3 separate regions of the Sus scrofa genome follow, and regions 2 and 3 are each linked to region 1. Evidence: chromatin contacts called from public Hi-C data. All regions are on one chromosome and are shown on one strand. Each heading gives the region's core, a stretch centred on a gene start, on an enhancer-like site or on the middle of the called end of the contact. The rest is flanking DNA. Distances are from core to core; before and after follow the strand shown. Region 1 holds the start of TIMMDC1 (complex I assembly factor TIMMDC1, mitochondrial). Region 2 holds the start of IGSF11 (immunoglobulin superfamily member 11). Region 3 overlaps NR1I2 (nuclear receptor subfamily 1 group I member 2).

The links. Hi-C and Micro-C count contacts between places; a contact is called where the count stands out from the background.
Region 2: a Hi-C map of embryonic fibroblasts shows a contact between it and region 1, with 2.5 times the contacts expected there. The contact joins the promoter of IGSF11 here to the promoter of TIMMDC1 in region 1. A contact is called at or near these places in 2 of 47 Hi-C or Micro-C datasets (embryonic fibroblasts and heart right ventricle).
Region 3: a contact with region 1 is called in a Hi-C map of liver, with 4 times the contacts expected there. The contact joins the enhancer-like site here to the promoter of TIMMDC1 in region 1. A contact is called at or near these places in 1 of 5 promoter capture datasets (liver) and 1 of 47 Hi-C or Micro-C datasets (liver).

What each region holds. Positions count from the first base shown.
Region 1 is chr13:140,756,671-140,761,319 of Sscrofa11.1, reverse strand. TIMMDC1 (complex I assembly factor TIMMDC1, mitochondrial) reads left to right here and starts at 2,622. Exons shown (of 8, transcript XM_021070323.1): 1 at 2,622-2,753; 2 at 2,854-3,131. The coding sequence starts at 2,938.
Region 2 is chr13:141,145,788-141,150,436 of Sscrofa11.1, reverse strand. IGSF11 (immunoglobulin superfamily member 11) reads right to left here and starts at 1,948. Exons shown (of 7, transcript XM_013982416.2): 1 at 1,410-1,948. The coding sequence starts at 1,461.
Region 3 is chr13:140,391,770-140,396,418 of Sscrofa11.1, reverse strand. All of the region lies in intron 1 of NR1I2 (nuclear receptor subfamily 1 group I member 2), which reads left to right. Among named protein-coding and RNA genes, the nearest start is that of NR1I2, 12 kb to the left of the region's middle. Within about 2 kb of position 1,973, at least 5 of the 83 cell types and tissues checked have an H3K27ac peak or open chromatin away from gene starts, as enhancers often do. A contact at or near this core is called in liver, where this site is marked.

The sequences.
Region 1 (4,649 bases), core at 1,373-3,872:
ACAGTGGAAGGGTGACAGAAAAGTGGTTTGAAGAGCCGAGATGGAAAAGCAGTTAACTGTGTGAGTAGGGCCTAGGTTCTGGGGACTTCTTGAACTACCAGATGGCAAAGAGAACCTTAAAAGTGAGGCTTCGGAGTTCCCGTCGTGGCGCAGTGGTTAACGAATCCGACTAGGAACCATGAGGTTGCGGGTTCGGTCCCTGCCCTTGCTCAGTGGGTTGACGATCCGGCGTTGCCGTGAGCTGTGGTGTAGGTTGCAGACGCGGCTCGGGTCACGCGTTGCTGTGGCTCTGGCGTAGGCCGGTGGCTACAGCTCCGATTCGACCCCTAGCCTGGGAACCTCCATATGCCGCAGAAGCGGCCCAAAGAAATAGCAAAAAGACAAAAAAAAAAAAAAAAAAAAAAAAAGTGAGGCTTCAGGGAGTTCCTACTGTGGCACAGTGGGTTAAGAATCCAACTGCAGCATCTCAGTTTACTTTGGAAGCACAGGTTCAGTCCTCGGCCTGGTGCAGTGGGTTAAGGATCCAGTGTTGCAGCAGCTGCAGCACAGGCCACAGTTGTGGCTTGGATTTAGTCCCTAGCCTGGGAACTTACATATGCTGTGGGTGTGACATAAAATAAAATAAAAAAAAAAGGAGGCTTCAGTTACCCAAAAAAGAAGGGAGCTATGGAGTTAATAAAATTTGTCTGTTATTATATCCTCATTTGTATCTACAAGGTAGAGAATTTGGGACATTTGACTTGTATATGAATGATTTCATATCTGCCCAACACTCCCATCCTCCAATTCAAAGTCCTTCTCATCCCAGAATGATTCTGATGTCATCTCAAGCATTTAGATTTTCCACATGAAGACTAGAGAGCCTGCACAGCCATTTCCTTGGGCTTTCAGACCTAAAGATTTTAGTCTGGTGCCTACCTCTGCCTATATGGGATAAACGGCAACCTGGAGTCAGAGCCAGGAGTCAGGGGATCTGAATTTTTCATTCGACAACCTATGTGCCAGTCATGGTAGGTACTGGAGACACAGATGAATAAACATAGTCTCTTGACCTCAAAGTTAGTCTATTGAGACACATAGCAAAGAGGAAATCATGATGCAATGTAGTAAGTGCTCTGATGGGAACTGAATCTAATCCTCTCTCCCAGACACTAGAGAGCTCTTCCTGGCACTGTGATTAGACTAACTCAGCTAGTCACTCTATCAGTCACTTCTCTGGACCATATCTAGAGACTTCCAGCTATCAAATTCTGGAATTCTCTTTACTGTATCCTACTAAAGATTGTAATTATTTTGAATTATTCCTAGAAAGGAATAAATGATGGGTAGGAATTGGCGAAGACAATGTGTATGATTCCTAGCAAAGATCAGATGAAATTACACAAATCAGGAGTTCCCTTCATGTCTCAGGGGTTAACGGACCCAATTAGGATCCATGAGGATGTGGTTCTACCCCTGGCCTGGCTCAGTGTTGGTGATCCTGCATTGCCCTGCCTTGTAGTGTAGGTCGAAGACCTGGCTCGGATCCTTCGTTGCAGTGGCTGTGGCTTAAGCCAGCAGCTGTAGCTTGGATTTGACCCCTAGTCTGGGAACTAACATATGCTGCAGATGCAGCCCTAAAAAAAGGCAAAAAAAAAAAAAAAAAAAGAAACACAAATCAGTTTAAAAATACTTAACATGCGAGCTGTCTTGTTTTTGTTGTTGTTTTTGGCCGAGGTGGCATATGGGGTTCCAGGGCTGGGGATCAGATCCGAGTACCTAAACCATAGCTAAGGAACCAGGCAGGGATAGAACCAGGCTCCCAAGTGCTGCCAAGACACCGCGGATCCTGTTGTGCCACAGTGGGAATTCCTTCATAAGCGTGCATTTTAATAAAATTATACTTTGAAGCATATGATAGCAGAGGCTGTAGTGACAGGAAATTATTGCTGGACTACCAAGCAAACATCTGAGAGAAAGTGTCCTGCCTTTTAAGAAAGAGTAGTTATATGAACCAAGGTGAATAAAACCCATCTTGTGAAGCCCTGAACCGATTCTTCTACATAAAAATGTTCTGGAAATCTGGGTGTAACTGGCAACAAGACCCCTCTTAAAAGCCTCCTAACTTTCTGAAATCGAGAATAGACCTCGCCCAACCTCAGAGGTTTCCCGAGCTATGACAGGGTGGGTTGGGCTTGTAGTTCTGCAAACTGCCTTCCCCTTTCTGTACCCCATTTGTGTTGAACACTGCACTTTCTTCATCTACATTCCTGCTTTTTAAAATAAGCTAACTTCAAACTATTGCATTTGGAGTAGATAAGCAATGAGATCCTGCTATATAGCACAGGGAACTGTATCGAGTCACTTGTGATGGAACATCATAGAGGATAATGTGAGAAAAAGCCTATGTATGACTGGGTAATTATGCTTTACACTAGAAATTGTCAGAACACTGTAAATCAACTATAATGGAAAAATAAAAATTACATAAAAAATAAAATACGCTAACCTACTTCAGCTAATGACCCGGTCTGGTTGCCTGGAAACTGCCCCACACAGTTTCACTGGCGCAGGAGGCGGGGGCCAGACGGTGCAGAGAGCTGTTACACGCCGCCAGCTCACTTCCGGCGAGTCAGCTTGCCACCTCTAAGATCCGTCCCACCTCAAACCGGAAGTGCTTCCGGCTCCGGCTCCGCCCTCGCCCAGCCCAGTAGCCTTTGCCCTGGTTGGGGCGGGACTTCCTGTCTCGTGTGTCCAAGGGCTTCCAAAGTGAGGTTAGTCTGGGAGTGCAGGTCTGTCACGGTGTGTGGCTACCGCTACGGCCGCGAATTTGCTAGAGCGTAGTGTACCAGTATTCGTCACTTATTCTTGCAGTTATCTTCGCTCTTCTCCCACGGCGCCTCCCGGAGACCTTGGGGCCCTGAGCGCCCAAGCTGTCCGGCAGGTTCTGAGGAGACCATGGAGGTGCGGCCGCCGGCTCCACGGAGCTTGCTCTGCAGGGCGCTGAATCCTTTCCCTCGGGTCTTTGCTGCTGGAGCTGTGGCCACCGATTCCAAGGGTCTTGCGGAGGACCTTAAGCTGCCTTCCTGCGTCCCGGAAGCCCGATACCCGGAATCCGGATGGGACCGACTCCGGGAGCTGTTTGTCAAAGAGTAAAAGTGCCTACGGTCTGTGGGGAGGGGCTACGAAGGAGGTGACCTGAAACCTGGGTCATCCGGGATGAAGGACCCCAGGGTGGTGTGATTTATTTTTAAACGGAATTTTGGGTTCTAGTGCTTGTACTCCAAGCTTGTATCCTAACATAGCGGCTAGGTGGTTCTTATGATTGACAGGCCGGTTTTCAGGTGGTAAAGGTGAGCCTCATTGAATGTCAGAGCTTTTAGGGATATTTAGGGAGTAGAGTCTTAGTGTAATTACCTCGATTTTACAGATTAGAAGAATTGGGCCAAGGTACTTGGTGACGCGAGAACCCACATCTGCAGGACTGCAATATTCCTTTTCTTATATAACTTGATCCCAAATTTTGATAGTTTATGACCAATAGCCCTCCTCCCCGGCGCAAAAATGGAAGTTCAGAGATAGCAGAAAGAGTTGTAAAATTTTTATTCTGCTAAATAAGGAATATATAAAAAATAGTAGCAACTATTGTCTCATCATTTTATAAAGAAATTAGCTGGATTCACAAATAAGGATGTTTCAGAATAAAAGAAATAACCCTTTAAATTGAATTAACTTTAATGGAAAACTCACGATAATTAATTTCATCATTGTTTCGTTCATCAATTACTGGTAAAAAGTTTGCCCTTTTATGAAGTACTTTACTATATACTATACTGTGTTATCAACATTGGTTAAATTAACGTCGAAGCTTTATTATGTTGCTGAGATAGTTCAGGCAGGGGAGCTGGTGGAATTGTATTAATTACTTTATTTAGGTTTCATCATCTTTGTTTTAAAGATAAGCCGCCCTTCTTATTGGTCCTTCCAAAATTTATTTGAGATATTTGTGAAGGAGCCTATATAGTATATAACAGAAAAGGGTTATTTTGATCAGCTTTATAAAACCACAGAATGTTGGAGCTGAAAGAAATGTGAAAGATAATTTAGTTTAACTTTCATTCTCCCCACTAAGTCATGCATAAGGAAACCAATGTTCAGAGTGATTGTGATCTGGCCACAAGTCTCTTAGCAGTGGATGACACGAACCAGAACCACAATCCCATTGGTCCTTTTCATCACTGTGCCCCGTTTCTTCACCATTCATTTAGCTGTTAGGATTAATCATGTAATTTCTTACAGCCTCAATTGATAAAATGGAAAAAAGTATCACCTATGTCATAGAATTTTTCAAAGGATGGAAAAGAGAAAAGCATATGCATTTCCCAACTTGTTAAATCTAAAGCTCTTTTATATTTTCTCCTTTCTGGGTTCTACCAGTTTTTAATGTAAATGATGTTTTTTATCTTATTCGTTATAAAAGTTAAAATATAAAGTTCAGGAGTTTGTCTTGTGTCTCAGTGGTTAACAAATTTGACTAGCATCCATGAGGACATAGGTTCAATCCCTGACCTTGCTCAGTGGGTTAAGCATCTAGTGTTGCTGTGAGCTGTGGTGTAGGTCACAGACGTGGCTCAGATGTGGCGTGGCTGTGGCTGTGGCTGTGGCTGGCA
Region 2 (4,649 bases), core at 699-3,198, 390 kb before region 1:
TATTTACAAGAAGAGAGAGGCATTTATTGTAATATACAAAGGTTAACAACACATTTTCACCATAAATTTCAGCTGTTCTTATAGTAATATTCATAATAGTTTCAGTGATGTCCAATAGATTCTTTAAAAACGCTTTTACTCTTATTTCACATTTAAAGAAGGTAAGACAGAAATGTTCCTCCTCTCAAAGTAGTAACCAGACAAAATTAATTTGGAAGCACAAGCTTATATAATGTACATACTGATGTCACTTTATTATCTACACATCATCACTAAATATATACCTACTGATTTCCAGAGAAGTTATCTGTAATTTTGATGATTTCCTCTTCTGTCTTCTATGGATAAAGTATACAGAAGTTCTGTACTCCTTTCTTCCTTCCCTTAAATGAACTTGCACACTTTAAGTCTACTAAAATTAGGTTACCTCAAGATCTATGGGTACATTATCAGTTCAAATGAGGTCATAAAATTATGGGAAACATACTGATACCTCCAGAAAGAAACAAAATTAACCACGACACTCCATACATCAGTGAACCTGCTTTTTAAATAAAAACCCTACAGAATAAATCTCAGTAAATCTCAACAACCTCATAAATGGAACAGAAAACTTGAAACCACAGGACACTCACAAAAAGAAAGGGCACTGTATAAAACGAAAATTAGAGTCTATATATAGGGGCTAGTCATTGAAAATAAAACATAAGAAAGCTTAAATAGAAATCAGAAAATTAAATTTAAATAGATTTTTTAAAAACAGTTAACAAGAAAATCAAACACATATTTCTTTTGTTCTAATATTGCAATAGTCTATGTATTTTTGTCAGTTTAAATTCTTTGGGGAAGAAGCCAGACTATCAAAAAAAAAAGTTTATTTTCGAACACAGGATAGCACACTTCCATAGTTATTTTTTATACAAATATCACATTTTCAGTCATACCCTGCACATGCTTGTTAAACCTTTGGGGATAACTACAACTTAAAGTTTTCCAAATTATTTCACAAGCCTCTCCAGTTTTCCTGAAGCCGCCCGGCGACAGAAACGATTCTAACTCGCATTAACTCTCCCTGGACCCTGTAAGTTAGGGGAGTTCGTTATCTAAAAAGGGCAAAGAACGGGGTCGGGGTCAGGGTCAGAGTCAGGGCGGCAGTAACGCGGTGGCAGGCATAGTTACCTCTCGGATCAGAACACCTGAGCCGTGCAGGGGGCGGGGACGGGGGCGCCGGAGGGGCTGCAGGGTGCGTGGGCGCAGGAGCCTCGGCAGACAGCAACGAATAGGGCCCCCGGAGAAAGTTGGGATCCCAAGACCTCCCCGGCGACAAGGCTGTGAACGTCCCAGACAGCCTCCCCCTGCCCGCCGGCCCCGCCCGGCCCCACCGGGAGGGGAGGGCTCGGGCTACTCACCATGCAGAGAGAGGAACAGCAAAGGCGCCAGAGGAGAGCCCCGACAAGTCATCCCGGGGCCGCGGGGAGCGCGCCCGCCGTCCGCCCGGCTCCTCGTCGAGGCAACGGAGGCGCGGGCCGGGCTCTCGGCGCTCTCGGGGCAGTACGGACCTCCCAGAGCCACCGCCCGGCCGCAGTCCGTCCAGCGGGGCTGGGACAGTGGGGCGCGCAGACCAGGCGAGTGCAACTCCCCCCCCGCTCGACTCCGGAGGCCGAGCTGAGAGCCTGCGCGTTCCGGGCTCGCCGGACTCGCCCCGCGGCGCCACGGCCACCTCGCGCTGCCCTAGGACCCGCCGGCCCCTAGCGCAGCCGGGGGAGCCACTCCCCCCCAACTCTAGCCCTGATACTCTGGCTGCAGCCGGCTCCCGCTCGGCTCCGCGCCGCCCACTCGCCCCGCTCGGTCTCCCCGGCAACCGCGGCTCCAGCGCGACGCCTGGCGGCCCACCAGCGGAGCGAGCGCGGCGCGCAGCTGGCGCGGCAGGGCCACCTGTGCGCTGGGCGCCGGCTCCCGCACGCCTCCGCTGTCGTCGGTAACCTGGAGGCGGGCGTCGTCCTCGCTCGCGGCCAGGGCCCCTCCCCTGCTCTGAAACACTCCCCACACCCGTGGTGTCAGTCCTGAGGCCCACAGAGCTCCTGGAGGGACTTCACCGAAGACTGCGTCGGAGGCCACAAGATTCTTTTCCAGTTTCAGATTATTTCTGTTTGGCTATTTCACATTTTCGCAGGCCTCTCTTCTGTTACTTAAATAATTCGAAAGAGCCTGACTCTGAAAAAAATTAAGAATCGATGAGGTTTATCCTATATCTTTTTTTCCCTGACCTTTCTTCCTTGAAAAAAGCATAACGGCCGTGCCGTGTCCCCTCACACCCCATTCCTATCAAAGACACTATCACCTTCCCTTGCCCCTTTAGTAAAACATATGTCAACTTCTAATATTTAAATTTTGTTTTAAACGCTATTGCTTTCTTAACCTAATTTCAAGTATTCGTTAACTAGTAAAGCTTGTATTTTATGTTAACTAAAGATGCTTTTATTGTGGTTGTTACTTTGGGTTTCTATTTTTTGTTTCTTATTTGTTTTGGTTAGGTGGGAAGAGGGACCTTCCTGGCATCTGAAATTATTCTGCTTAAATATCTACCTTTCCTTATAAAACCTAATCTTCATTTCTTTTCCAGTGAGGTCACTGGTCTCGTTCATAAAGGCCATTGTCCCATTCTGCTTCAGCCTCTCACCCAAGCCTTCTGGATTAAAGGTGATACCTCTCCAAAGAATGACAAGTCATTCTGATCAATTTCTACAGCAGCACAGATTAGGATTCTTGGAGCCATTCCGAAGTTCTGAGCCTCCATCTAGCAGATGAAATTCTCCCAGGGCAACCTAGAAATGAAAATAGTATGCACAGGAGAAAGACAAATATATAAAGCATCTATGCATTTGGACAAAGTTTGGAAGACATGTAAAAATTAAAATAGTATCAAGATGGTGGAATTATGAATATGCTTTTCTTTTTGGAAAACATTGCTGTTAGGATTTCAAGTTTAAAAAAGGAGCACATTAAGATATGCCAATCACCTTTGACAAGAACACCCTGAAAAGATACAATTTGATTATGAATTTAAAATGCCTCAACTTTCCTAACTACTTCTAATTTGCTGAAACCTCTTATCAGATCTCTGCTGGCAAGAAAAGAGTGATATGACAATATAGAATTTTTTATATTAACAGAAGTGTAATATTTCATCATGGGTTCATTCTCATTCCTTTAAACTCCAGAGTAAGGACTAGATTTTTTTTTTCATCTAATTCAGTTCTTTGCTTCATCTTGTACTTATAATGCAGCCCCAAGCAGGGTATAAGAGTAAGTAATACATGAAGAAAAACAAGAAAACTGCCAAATGGCAGGTGCTACTCAGAACAGGACTCTGCTTCACTATAATCCCAGACTTAAGTATAGAGATAGAGGAGGTCCCTAGTGGCTTGAGGGTTAAGGACCTGGCATTGTCACTGCTATGGCTTGGATCACGGCTGTGGTGTGGGTTTGATCCCTAACCAGGGAACTTCCGTATGCCATGGGTGCAGCCAAAAAAAGAAATATACATGGAGAGAGAATATTTATTCTTTAATTAAATTAATAACCTAATAATCTAGGCTTAAAAGCCTTGATAAGGCAAGTTACCTGATATACTTCTTAGTACATTAATTCAGCCAATATTTACTGAGTCTCTACACTGTGTAGGGCACTGGGTTGTGGTTAAACATAAAATATAAAATGTTATCCTCACCCTTAAATAACTTCCATTTGCTCTTGGGATATATCTGCAATGTTATGAATCAGCCCAGAAAGAGCTCTCCTGCCCCTTGTCACCATCATGTACTTCTGCCTTGCCCTACAGGAGCTGCTGAGTTATTAAGAGGACAGAGGGTACACTGTTGGGTGGAACAGGCATTCTAATTGAAAAAGAAGTGTGGCTTCTGAAAGGAAAGTGGAGATGATCAGATTTCAGGAGGCAATCTGGCTGCCCAAAAGCTGGGGGCATATAGTAAATGGTGGATTCAAAGGCAGCAGGTCAAGAGTTCTGAAAACTCCAAGTGCTGTACACAGAGGCACCCAGAAGGACATTCTCACACGAAACAAGGAAAAAAATGTGCTATTTAATTCAAAGAGATAATACCCCTGGCATGTACTTTGACTAAAGTTTTTATTGGTAATGAGTTCTTCCAAACTCTTTTATCCTAATCTGCCTTATGACCACAGTAGGATTTCTTTAACACTCTTAATTATTCTGAGTGCTAAAGCAATAGACAACATCTTTCATTTGTGTAATTCTTCATAAATTTCAAAGCGCTTTCACATATTTTATCTGATTTGATCTTCACAGCCGCCCCAGGGGGTAGGAAAGGCAAATAGTATTACCTCCTCTTCATTCACTAAGATACTAAGTCTCAAAAAGATCAAGGGACACCTCAGGGATTGCAAATCCCAATGTGCAGACCTGGAACCAACCCTATGGTATTTCCAGCCACACCACCAAATCTTTTTCTTTTATCTCTTTATAAACTAACATCTAAAGAATTTTCACCAACCATGGTATGTTAAAGCTATCCGTGGGGAACACTGCAGTGGCCTCCCCAATATTTATACCACCTCCCCTCCATCTCCACCACCATTACAAGAGTAGCTGTAAAAATCAAATGAGACTA
Region 3 (4,649 bases), core at 724-3,223, 360 kb after region 1:
CGTGGAGCCAGAACTTAACCTACGGAAAGTCCCTCCAAATATGAGAAAAAAAAATCTTGATAGAGGTTTTCTTAAGTTGACTTAGTTGTAAAGATAAAACTTCTCCACTATCATAATAAAGAGTAAATTTGATCAGCAATGCTAGAAGATTTCATTATCTTCTATTATTTATATTAAAAAAAAAAAGACATGGCATTCTCATTGTGGCTCAGCAGGTTATAAACATGACTAGTACCCAAGAAGTGTAGGTTCAATCCCTGGCCTTGCACAGTGGGTGAAGGATCGGGCATTGCTACAAGCTGCAGCACAGGTCAAAGATGTGTCTTGGATAAGGGGTTGCTGTGGCTGTGGAGCAGATCAGCACTGCAGCTCCAATTCAACCCCTAGCCTGGAAACTTTCACATGCCATAGATGTGGTCCTAAAAAGAAAATAAAAAGATGTTACAAAATCATTGTTCTATGAAGAGTATAATTCATTTTCTATTGCTGCTGTAATAATGCAGAAACTGGGAGTTCCCGTCATGGCATAGCGGAAATGAATCTGACTAGGAACCACGAGGTTGCGGGTTCAATCCCTGGCGCTGCTCAGTGGGTTAAGGACCCAGTGTTGCCGTGAGCTGTGGTGTAGGCCGGCAGCTGTAGCTCTGATTAGACCCCTGGCCTGGGAACCTCCATATGCTGCAGGTGTGGCTCTAAAAAGACAAAAAAAAAAAAAAAGAAAAGAAAAAAAGAAAAAGAAACTGGTGGCTTGATACAAGGTATATCACCTTACAATTCTGGATGTCCAAAGTCCCAAATCAGCACCACTAGGCTAAAATTAAGGTGTCACCAAGCGGGTTCCTTCAGGCAGGCTCAGAGGAGAATCCTTGCCTTTTTCAGCTTCTAGATGCCACCCCCGTTCTTGGTCTCTTCTTCCATCTTCAAAGCTAGCAATGCAGCACCTGAGCTCTTTTCCATCATCACATCTCTTTCTCTGAATAAACCCAGGAAAGACTTTTAAGGACTCATGTAATTAGATTGAGCCCACCTGGGTAATTCTAGGTAACTCCCCAGCTCAAGGTTTGTACCCTCAATCACAGCTGCAAAGACCCTTTTGCCATAGGTTTCACATATTCCAGGGATTAGGGTGTGAATATTCTGGGGGGTTGTTATTCTGTCTTCCACAGAGAAAAGTCAAAGATATCAGAGAAGTGTGTCAGGCAATTAATTAAAATGTTATGCTATTTTCCTGGATTTTGTGATTTTACCTGTCCTTCTTAATATTTGTAATTTATTGTGATTTCTCTCTTATTCTTTCTTGTAAACACATATTCTCTTTGGTACTTAATTATGTACTTGCAACTTTGTATTTTTTTTTCATAAAGAAGACTCCCTCAAGTGCATAATCCTCGGACCCCACCTAAGCTGACTCAGGGGCACCTCCACTAACCTGAGATCTTGGCAAAATCTCTCACTGCAGCCAGGGAGTGCCAAGCAGAGCTGACCAGTGTCTCAGTGACCCTCCTGTCTGTGCCCCTGGAGAGTCGCTTCCCCAGCAAATGCAGCATGTGGACAGGCCCTAAGGGATGCTCTGAATGATGGACAAGGGATGGGGAGGCAGGAGGCTGGGGCCTCTGAACTGCCAATCTCCTGCTTTGGCAAGTGCCTCCTGGAGTCACACAGTCAGCTGTTTCTCCCTTGTTTATGGCTACAACACTGGGCTTGTCTGCTTTTCTCTTGGGGGTCCTTTTCAGGCCTCAGCATTAACCAGCAGCTCTTCTGCTTTTCTTTTTGTAAGTTACCTTATGAAAAACACTCCATACCAGCAGTTTCTCTTCAGCCATGTTTAATCTGCCCTCTTCCTCTCCTATTGCTGCCTCCTCTCCTGCAACAGTGCTACTGGTCAAGGCCAGGTCCTTTGCTTGGCTTGAACTTCTTTCACTCTGCTCTCGCCTCTGTCTGAACAACAATCCCCCACTCTCACGTCCTTGGTGTGCATTCTCCATGTCTCTCAACCACATCCCAACCCTTGAGGAGGGCTTCTCTCTGCCTCCCTTCTAGCATTTACTGTTTCCTGCTCTAGTGAGAATTTCCTCCTTCACACGCTCTCTGCTAAACTTCAAACTTCACAGACAGCATCTCGGACCTCTTACTGGGCGTCTCTTTCTTGCACATAGACAACCACTTCCCACGTCAACACCCGATTTCTGGCCAGTTGGCCCAGGTCTAGCCACAGCACTGCTCACGTGATCTCTAAATATTTGACTCCAAAGGTTACTAGTTGATGGCTTCCCACTCTCCTACTTTCCTTCCCAACACCTTTCTCTAGTCCTTCCTTTTCACATGTTCTTTCTGCAGGGGAGGACCGTGCATTTCACACGTTTTTTTCTAATGTTTTCTAGTTTTGTGTTGTGATCAGCCATCTATCCCATATCACTGCGTCACCTCAGATCGTTCACGCTGAGGGTGCTGTATATCACAGCCGACTCCCCTGTGGATCAGGAAATCCTGAAGCAGCGTTTCATTTGGCCTAATTTCAGAATCTCCAACTGCTGTTAAGTCCCCACCAAGCATCAGGCTTCCTTTGTGAGTCTCTGGTAACCCTTTGTCCTTCACTGTTGGTCCCAGCTCAGCCCTGGGTTCCATCAAGTTCCCATCCTGCAGACTGCCTGTGCGGTCCTTTCTTTGCTCCCTTTTCACAAGAGTCCTATGCTAGTCTCCTCTCTCCTCTCCTCCTGGGGACCCTTGCTCCTTCTACAGCAGAAACCATTCATGTTTTCTTTAGAATCCCCCCCCACCCCACCCCCCACCGCCCGCCCTTATCCTCTGGCCTGGGGATGACCACTCTCCTTCCTTTCTTTCTCCCCAAGTTCAACACTATCTCCCTGAACTGCATGCTCTCCACCCTTCACCCCAGCAGGGGGCAGGGAGGGTCTCTCTGGGTCAGCTTCTGAGGGCAGGTACCTCCACAGCTCCTCTTCGCATCTCTCCCTGCCAGATCCGCCTGTGGCAACAACTCCAGAATATCACACTCCGCTCTTCCTTTTCATGCAAAGGCCACATCAGCCTCTCCCAGCAGATTCATGTTATTTATGAGGATCCTGAGCACCAGAAAATTTAGTGAGTGGAGAGAGGCAAGGGTCAGTGACAGGGGCTAGACCCTCTTGACAATAAAAGCAGGACAATACCTGCTACATCTCCAACCCCCGGGGAGCAAAATCCAAAGTCCTCTGACCTCCAGGTGACAGTGGGATAGCTGGTCCTGTTTGGTCACAATTAGTCATTCCCATGTGTATACCCATGTATGTCTTCATGGAGGACCTCCCTTCTCCTTTATTTAACAGGGGATCCAGGTCCTTTAGGAAATGAATCAACTGTCTATTTATGTCATCCTGGTCAGGCCACTGCTGCATGCACACAGGACTGAGCCTGCAGCAACATCAGTGGTTTTCTTAGGCAGCACACTGTAGAACCACCCTGAATGTGCAGCCCACCCCAAAGCTCTCCAAAGGCCCCTTGCCAAAGTTGGTTTTTCTAAGAGCTTAGTAAAAGGCCCTGGCTGGTGAAAAACAACAACAAAAGACTTCAATAAACAATGAATAAATGACAAAGACTGAGAACCACCAAATCTGCAGAAAACAGGCAGCATGAGCCCCAAAAAAACTGCACATCCTTTTAGTTGTATGGCTGTCTGTTCACATGAGTCTGCTTAGAAAGGGAAGGTGATGGAATACAGATGGAGCCTCTTTGGAACTGGTCTAGGGCCAGTGAATGGACACGCATTCCTCTGAGCGTGAAAGAGAGGACCAGCAGCTCTCCAGAGGGTATGGGACGAGATGCTTCTCCAGATGTGGGACGAGGCTGGAGTAGCAGTAAAGTTCCTTGGTCCTTTAGTTGCTGCAACCAACACTGAGATGGCAAGGACTGAGGACCTTAGGAAATCATTTTCTATCCAAGAACAGAGCTACCTCAAAGGAATCACATGGCATGGAGACTCTGTTTGAAATGAACTGCCTGGGAACAAATCTACACAGAAATGAAGGAGGTTTAATAAATGGTTCATCCATTCAGAATTGAATTTTGTGAAGGATGCAGCACAATGCTGAATTAGGAACACAGGTTTTGGAGTCAGACTGACCTGGGTTCAAATTCTGGCTCCACATCCTACTAGCTAAGCAATGCCAATTAATCACCTGCCCAAAGAGCTGGGTGAGGATGTGCACACTCAGGGCAGCAAATCTCAGGGCAGCAAATCCCAGCCATGTATAATTACTAAACATTAATTTACTCATAATTTATTGACGGCTCTTCCTTGCTGAGAATTTATCCCATCTTTAGTATTCAGCCTAAATAGAAGAGTGGATTTTACAATTAATTACTTTTGCAAAAGCCTCACTGAAGTATTTTAGTTTCATGGACTACAAGAGGCGATCATTTCAACTCTCTGCTCATTACACTTCAGATTCCCAAGCAGTGAGGAGCAGGTGCAAACCTCAAAGTAAACAGTTGGATTCAACTGAAACTGCACCTCTAGCTTGTCTTATTAAATTCACATGAAAGAGATATGTGGCTGGCACACACCAGTCACCTAGTTGCTGTCATTTTCCTGCCCAGAGGGCATCATTTGGTAAGGAAGACTGATGTGAGCATGGAAAAGGATCATGACTGCA